2 separate regions of the Sus scrofa genome follow, and region 2 is linked to region 1. The links are chromatin contacts, called in public promoter capture Hi-C maps. All regions are on one chromosome and are shown on one strand. Each heading gives the region's core, a stretch centred on a gene start, on an enhancer-like site or on the middle of the called end of the contact. The rest is flanking DNA. Distances are from core to core; before and after follow the strand shown.

Evidence for each region. Promoter capture Hi-C pulls out the DNA fragments that hold promoters and counts their contacts.
Region 2: a promoter capture Hi-C map of liver shows a contact between it and region 1, with 6 times the contacts expected there. The contact joins the promoter of ACAA2 here to the promoter of LIPG in region 1. A contact is called at or near these places in 1 of 5 promoter capture datasets (liver), 2 of 47 Hi-C or Micro-C datasets (heart right ventricle and skeletal muscle) and 1 of 2 datasets of contacts at active chromatin or transcription factors (skeletal muscle).

What each region holds. Positions count from the first base shown.
Region 1 is chr1:99,080,173-99,083,803 of Sscrofa11.1, forward strand. LIPG (lipase G, endothelial type) reads left to right here and starts at 1,768. Exons shown (of 10, transcript NM_001243029.1): 1 at 1,768-2,186. The coding sequence starts at 2,090.
Region 2 is chr1:99,309,080-99,312,710 of Sscrofa11.1, forward strand. It overlaps ACAA2 (acetyl-CoA acyltransferase 2), which reads right to left and starts at 1,680. Exons shown (of 10, transcript NM_001167638.1): 1 at 1,665-1,680. The coding sequence starts at 1,680. LOC102158467 (a long non-coding RNA gene) reads left to right here and starts at 2,255. Exons shown (of 3, transcript XR_002344322.1): 1 at 2,255-2,351.

The DNA.
Region 1 (3,631 bases), core at 518-3,017:
GTTACTCATTGCCTCAACCATGGAAAAGATGGAGATGTAGTTCCCAAGGGCTCATATCTAGAGGTCAACAGGCTAAATCAAACCAAGAGCAGAAGAGAGAGATCTGGTGGTGGAGACTTGAAGCCTGTTCCCAGGACTCAGGTTTCCCTCTCTAAAATGGAAATGATATTTGACTTATGTTTGTATAATTTGCCAGTGGAGAAGGAGAGTAGTAAGAGGAAGGAAGTACACATTTTGGGGTGCCATTTACCATCCTATAAAGTGCATTGAGTTTTACACGCAAAAAGTGAAGCCAGCCTGCCTCTTAAAGAATTAGAGAACACAGGAGGGACAAAGGGTGCTTCGTTGGCAAATGGAGTAACACAGTAGTGAGGATAGGTCAGAACAGGACCTGCTCCTCCAGATGGTTTCCCCACACAGACCTTCCAGGCGGGGGCCCTGACACTAGGGGAGGAAGGGGCTCCGGGCTGCTCTGGCAGTTTTCCTCCCCAGGCAAGAACAGGACCAGTTTCCCAGCGACCGCGGGGTTACTTGCGGTCGAAGGTGCAGTCTTGCAGAACCAGGTCTAGCGAGAACCAGGCAGGAGTCCTTGGCGCTTTCAACCTCTCCCATCCCCTCGGCATTCCCCGAGGGCTGTTGAGACGCAACCGCCCCCAAGTGGTCCCAGCGGAAGACTGGCAAGCGCCCCGGGCTCAATCCAGGCTCCCCTGCGTCAGGTGCTGAATCCGGCTCGCAGCCCTCGGTCTCGGGGTCCCTCGGGCGGAGTTGGAGCCAGCACTAGGGGGCAGGAGCAGGGACGCGCGTATCATTACAGGAAGGAGAGGAGGAAAAAAAAAGAGGAGGGAGAAGACGCTGCTGCTTAATTCCACTCAATAGGTCGACACTTGGCGCTGGTTACCGGTCTGAGACCCCCACGCTTGGCTCACTATTCCTTTGAGGAATGTCCCCGGCATCCCTCTAGTCCTGCACCCCCAGGTAAGAGAGCGCTTACCACGTGGCAGGCGCAGCACTAAGCGCTGTCCCAGAGTAGGTCTTTTAATTTTTCCCCAAATTCCTAAGCGGCAGGAACTGTTACCATCCGCGTTCTGGGAAGGAAGGAATGGTCTTGGAGAAGTTGGACGGCTAGTCACTAGTTGCAGCTAGTGGCGGAGCGAGGACTGACCGAGAAGGATCTGAGCGATCCTGATGCCCAGACCACAGCCCATAGCAACTCAGCTCTGCCTAGTTATTGTCCGATCACGACGTCTGCACCTGTCGTGGGCCTCGCAGAGCAGGAAGGCAGGAGGAAAGGGAAAAAAGAAGGACCACAGGGGGACCAGGTGGCTTTCGTCCATCTGGACCCTTGGCCCTGGGCGAGGAGAGATCAGTTCCGGCGCGGGGTTGGCTTTGCGCCTGGGAGAGGATAACCTTCCTTCTCCAGGAATCGCGAGCGCGGCGGGAGCAGCGGTTTGGGGTAATGATCCCCCTTGGGCAGCAGGGTCGAGGGGAGAATCTAGGGTCCGGGAGTGGACACCAGGAAAAAGTGTGGTGGCAGGAGCCCGGCTGCTGGCGGAGTTGCCGGGGGAGAAAGCAAGGCAGCGCGTGCGGAGAGTCCACGCGGTGGGTGTGTGGCGCTTTCATTCAAACTTTGGGGAGTCTTTGGTTCGGACGTCAGCGAAGGTGTGACCAATCAGAGTCCAGGGACGGGAATAAATTATGCAAATCACCATCTGGCGATGGGTCAGATGACTCCAATACTTTAAAAAACTACCTCGCCGGGCAGCTCGCGCGGTGGCAGCTCGCGCGGTGTGACAGTGGCAAGCCCAGGCTTCCCGGGCGGGAGGCACAGGGAAGGGCAGATCTGGTTCTGGTTCAAGCCCTTTCACACTCACTCCACCACCCCGCTGCTCAGTTTAGCCAAGTTTTCATTTTTCACCTTCTCCACCTTCAGCTGTCTAAGGCCACCACTGTCTGATCCCACTTAGGGTCTTAAGGGCTCGGACTGCTGGAAACTTCGAGAGGTGGTTTTTTTCTTTTTGTTTGTTTGTTTGGTTTGTTTTTTTATCTTTTTAAAAGTCTCATTTTGGGGAAGGGGGTGCTGTGGGGAAGGATGCGAAACTCAGTTCCTCTGCTCTGCCTCTGGAGTTTCTATTGCTGTTTTGCGGCGGAAGGCCCCGCACTCCCTGGTCCAGAGGGAAGGTTGCAAGGTAACGTGCACTTATTTTTATTACCACCCCAAAAACTTCTTTCCTGCGCCAAGTCCCCTCTGTCTCGCCCACCCTTCTTCAGTCTTTCCTCCATCCTGTGCCATCCTTCTTCCTTTCCTCCTGCACTGTCCATTTGCTCTTCCTAATTGGTCTTGCAGTTCACTTGTTCCTCAGCACCTCTGACCAGGGCATCCCCAGCCGGGCATCCAAAAGGCCACAGGCTGGTGGGTGCGCTCTCCAGCGCTCACTCTCGCCCCACCCCCTTGCCGTTATGTGGTTCCCTTATCGGTGCTGTCCAGTCAGCAGAGTTGGCTGCCAGCAGCTATTTCACCTTGTCCTTCTCTTTGAACCTGGGGTTTTTCGGGGTCAGAAGGCTGTTAGAAAGAGCGCTGTCATCTGTTGCCCCTCCTTCTAAATCTCAGCATAGGTGTTTTGAAAGGTAAGGTATTAGGGTAGCTGGCTCTGGTTTGATGAATGCTTACCGGGAGCATTTGGTGAGTAATTTGTGCAGAGAAGCTGCTGGGCTTCTTCCCCAGGGTGCTAGCCTTCCCCCAACGCTCTTTCTAGCCCTTGCTCTTCCTCTTTCTACTTCTTTTCCTAGCTGCCAGCTTTTCTTCAGAGTTCTACATGACAGTCTTTTCTATTGAAGGAAGCCTACCCTGGAGGAGTGAGTGTAGGTCACTCAGCGGGAGTACCAAGTAGTTAAGCAGAGGAGAGTGGGGGAATCCCTGAACCATACCCCGTTATTTCATCGTCTACTTTTCTGCTGAGGTTGGGTCAAATGATGTTGATCCATGTCAGCTTATGTGCGTGTGTGTTTGGGGGGATTTAATTTGAATGAATGAAAAAAAACTTGCTGCACTTCACATGTTCTTAACTCTAGTGCAGGTGAACAGGGTAGCTCTCCTGCAAAATGCTAACATTCCTTCCAGCTTCTGTGTTCCGCTATTCTGAGTATTTGGGGGGGGCAATTTCATTCATTCAAAAACATATTTATTGGAGTTCCCTGGTGGCCCAATGGGTTAAGGATTGGGCGTTGTCACTGCCGTGGTGCACGTTTGATCCCTGGCCCAGGAACTTCCTCATGCTGTGGGTGCTGCCAAAAAAAAAAAAAAAAAAAAAAAAAAAAAGGAAGAAAGAAAAAAGAAAAAGTATTTATTTGTCAGGTATGCTTCTATGAGTAGGAGATACAGCAGTGAACTGAACAAGTGTAAATCTCTGCTTCCACAGAGCTTACATGTCAGGGTGGGAAGACAGCCAGTCAACTAATTAAAGTATATAAATAGTGCTCAATGTTACAGAGAAAAATAAAGCAGAGGAGAAAGGTACAGGGGGCTGGTGGGAGAAGGTGGTGTGGTTTTAATCTGTGGCCAGGCTTCCCTCACTGAGGGAAGCAACTGAGGGAGGTAAGAGAATGAGCCTTGACAAGTCATGAGATCCAGAGG
Region 2 (3,631 bases), core at 430-2,929, 230 kb after region 1:
ACAAAGGTTCGATCACTGGCCTCACTCAGTGGGTTAAGGATCCAGTGCTGCTGTGAGCTGTGGTAAAGGTCACAGATGTGGCTCGGATCTGGCGTTGCTGTGGCTGTAGTGTAGGCCGGTGGCTACAGCTCCGATTAGACGCCTAGCCTGGGAATTTCCATATGCCGTGGGAGTGGCCCTAGAAATGGCAAAAAGACAAAAAAAAAAATAAAATAAAATAAAATAAAAAATAAAAATAGAGAAATCAACAAAAATACTATTTTCTTTTAAAGAAGATAGCTGATGATAATGCAGCTTTTACATGATTTGGGTTTTTTGCATAACTCATCTAAAAAAGTCAATATGCTGCTTTATTAAATTCAGAGTTGGAAAGAGCACTGAAAAATTAAATCCAATTATAGGAAACATTTTGTTTCGGAAATCCCATTTTTCACTTGCACTGTTCACAGGTCATTTAGGTTTTTCTGAGCCCCAGATACCCCTTTCCAACTGCCTACCTGTCATCTGCACTTGAGCGGCTCAATATTCTCTTCCAAGTTAAGTCTCCTCAGTTTTTCTCACTCTATAAGCAGTACCATCATGAACACAATTCCTCAAACATGAGACCTGAAGTCATTTTTAATATACATAAACTGTTCTATCGGAAGGTTCTTCAAAGGACACAAAATAAGCATGAGCTTTTCTTTTCTTTTGTCTTTCTGGGGCCACACTTTCAGCATATGCCCCCAGACCAGTGGTCAAATTAGAGCTGTAGCTGCCAGCCTACACCACAGCCCCAGAAATGCCAGATCCGAGCAGCCAGCAGCATCTGCTACCTACACCACAGCTCATGGGAACTCCAGATCCTTAACCCACTGAGTGAGGCCAGGGATGGAACCAAGTCCTCATGGATACTAGTCGGGTTCATGTCAGGAACTACAAGGATGAACTTTTAAAATTCCATTTACTGTGACCATTTGTTATGAAAAGCAGAGTTCATATAATTTTTTAAGTTAATAACCATAGGAGTTCCCTGGTGGCCTAATGGATAAGGACTGATCGCTGTCACTACTGTGGCTCGGGTTCCGTCCCTGGCCCAGGAATTTCTGCACGCTCTGGGTGCAGTAAAAAAACAAAAAACAAAAAACAAAAAAACCAAAACTACAGAATTTACGTCTTCAGTGATTTACACGTTTCTGGTTTCTGGAGTCACTCAAAAGAAATGGAAGGGAAAGGGGGATTAGGTCAGGTTCTCCAACAGAACGCTAACAAGCATGTTAGAGGAGACGGTCACTGCGGCAGAAATTTCCTGGACACCCCAAAAAAACATCCATACTTCCCCCAAGTCTTGCCCACGCCTTGACCAAGGCCGAGCCCACCGGGTTCATCTGAAAGGTACTCCTCTGGCCCCGGCTTACTGAGCAGGCTCCGCCGCCTCCCAGATCGCTGAACCACAGGGTGAGTCACTACCCCGCGGAGACGAAAAATGACCTTCAAGGTCGGAAGTGAGCAAACTGTCCTCTCAACTGGAAGTTGCAGAGGTTACTATAAACAGTGCCTTACAAGTATGTTTTCTCCTGAACCCAAACAATGCTTTCGGCGTTGCATTTCTTCCAAGTCCCCTTTTCTGTGCAGGCGACGCAGATTCCCTCCTAGACCAGACCACAAGGGCCGGAGGCGCTCACCTCGGAGCAGAGCCATGGTGGCTGCAGCGTAGGGTCCTCCTCGATGCAGACCGGCCGCGCGAGGTCCTGCAGACTTTAGGAGCGAGGGGGCGGTGCCAGCAGGGCCGCGCCCCTGCCTTCTCACACATTGGGCACCCAGCCAGTTATCCGCCGCTTTGGAACTCTCAGCCCTCTAAGCGCCATCCCACAGGACTGGGTGGGGGCGGAGGCACTGGGACTAGGGTCCTCGTGAGCGGATTTTTCCCTCACATCGTTTTTAGGACTTTATCTCTGTGTGGTTTTTTTTTTTTTTTTTTAGGGCCACAGCCACGTCATACGGAAGTTCCCGGGCTAGGGGGTCCAATCCGAGTTGCAGCTGCCGGCCTATCCACAGTCACAGCAACACTAGATCCTAGCCCCATTTGCTATCTATAGATCCTTAACCCACTGAGTGTGCGAGGCCAGGAATGAACCTTATCTTCATGGGCACTAGTCAGGTTCATTTCCTCAACGGAAACTCCCATTCTCTATTCCCCCAGGGGGAAAAAAAAAATAATTTGACTCTACCCTATCCATTCTCTTCCCAGCCTTTATAAACCTGCCCCACCTTCCGCAAAAGCTGAAGATCAGTTGGTGCGGCGCTGCCGGAAGTCGAATGGGCGGAGCGTGGAAGATGGCGAGGGGGGATTGGCTAAGCCCATTTTGCAGGTTGGGTAGGCCACTGCCCAGACCGCTGGCAAAGGCCTAGGCCTCTGGGCGGGGGAGGGGAAATAGGTCCCGGGAGGGGGCGGGGAGGTTTGCGCCCTAGGAGTGTAGCGACTGTTTTAGGGCGGAGGCGCCCCCTGTTCCACTTTGCAGGCCCCGAATGAAGCCGCAGTATTTTCCTTATATGATTGGGCCCCATGGCTTGGCAGCGCTGCTGCTGGCCTGGAGCCTGAGAGGATTATAATACGTGACTGGCGAGGTGGGGGCCGGGAACGGGGGTTGGGGGGAAGAGGAGGGGCAGCTGGTTAGGCTAGGGATGAGGGAGGTTAGGGATGCCTCTGCCGCTGTAACTGTGAGCCCTGGTCGATGATGACGTGACCACTGCGCAATCTGAGATCTGGGAACCAGGTGATGGAGTTTGTGCTGAGAACGATCTGAGACCAGGGTAGCAGGAGGCGATCCGGGCAGAGATGGGGCAGATTCTCAGCGCCAGGGCTTGGAGGCCGGCCAGGCTGCCTCAGGCTTCTGATAAGGGGTGGTGGGAGGCTCTGAGGTTTTCTGAGCCAACAGCGAATGCCTTCTCTTCAAACACTTTCGTGGCCCTGTCACATCGTTTGTTGTTGTGGGTTTTTTTTTTTTTTTTTTGGTTTGTTTGGGTTTGGGGTGTTTTGTTTTTGTTTTTGTTTTTTTTTTTGTTTGGGCCGCCACTCGGCATATGGAAGTTCCTGGGTCAGGGATCAGATCAGAGCTGCTCTAGCGTTTTACACCACTGGCTCCGTGTTGGGTGGGGTATCAAAACTGCATCCCGGCGCTGCAGCAAGAACTCCTATTTTTTTTAACCCAGTGTTGTTATTGTGAAAACTTTCTCGAACTTACAGAAAAGTAGAAAGAAACATAGAAAGAGCAAACACTGGTATATTCACTGACTGTATTCTACCCTTAACATTTTGCCATATTTGCTGTATCATTTCCTCTCTTCTTCCATCAAACCATCTTATTTATTTATTTACGCAGACCTTAGTACACTTCACCCCAGGAATACCTTAGTTCATGTTAGAGGTCAGTATTTGTTTACTCTTTTAAGGGAAAATTTCCATGTGTTCAGGATTGAATTGGATTCTTGTAATCCAAACCACTCAAGGCTTTCAAAATGTAATTAGAACATGTCCATAGTTACAGATGTACATCATTCATTTCCCATCCAACTCCCATTTAGCCATTGTTCCCTTTTTCTCACCAGCTATTGTAATTCGATCCTCTGGTTTATTCCTTTTCTTTTTCTG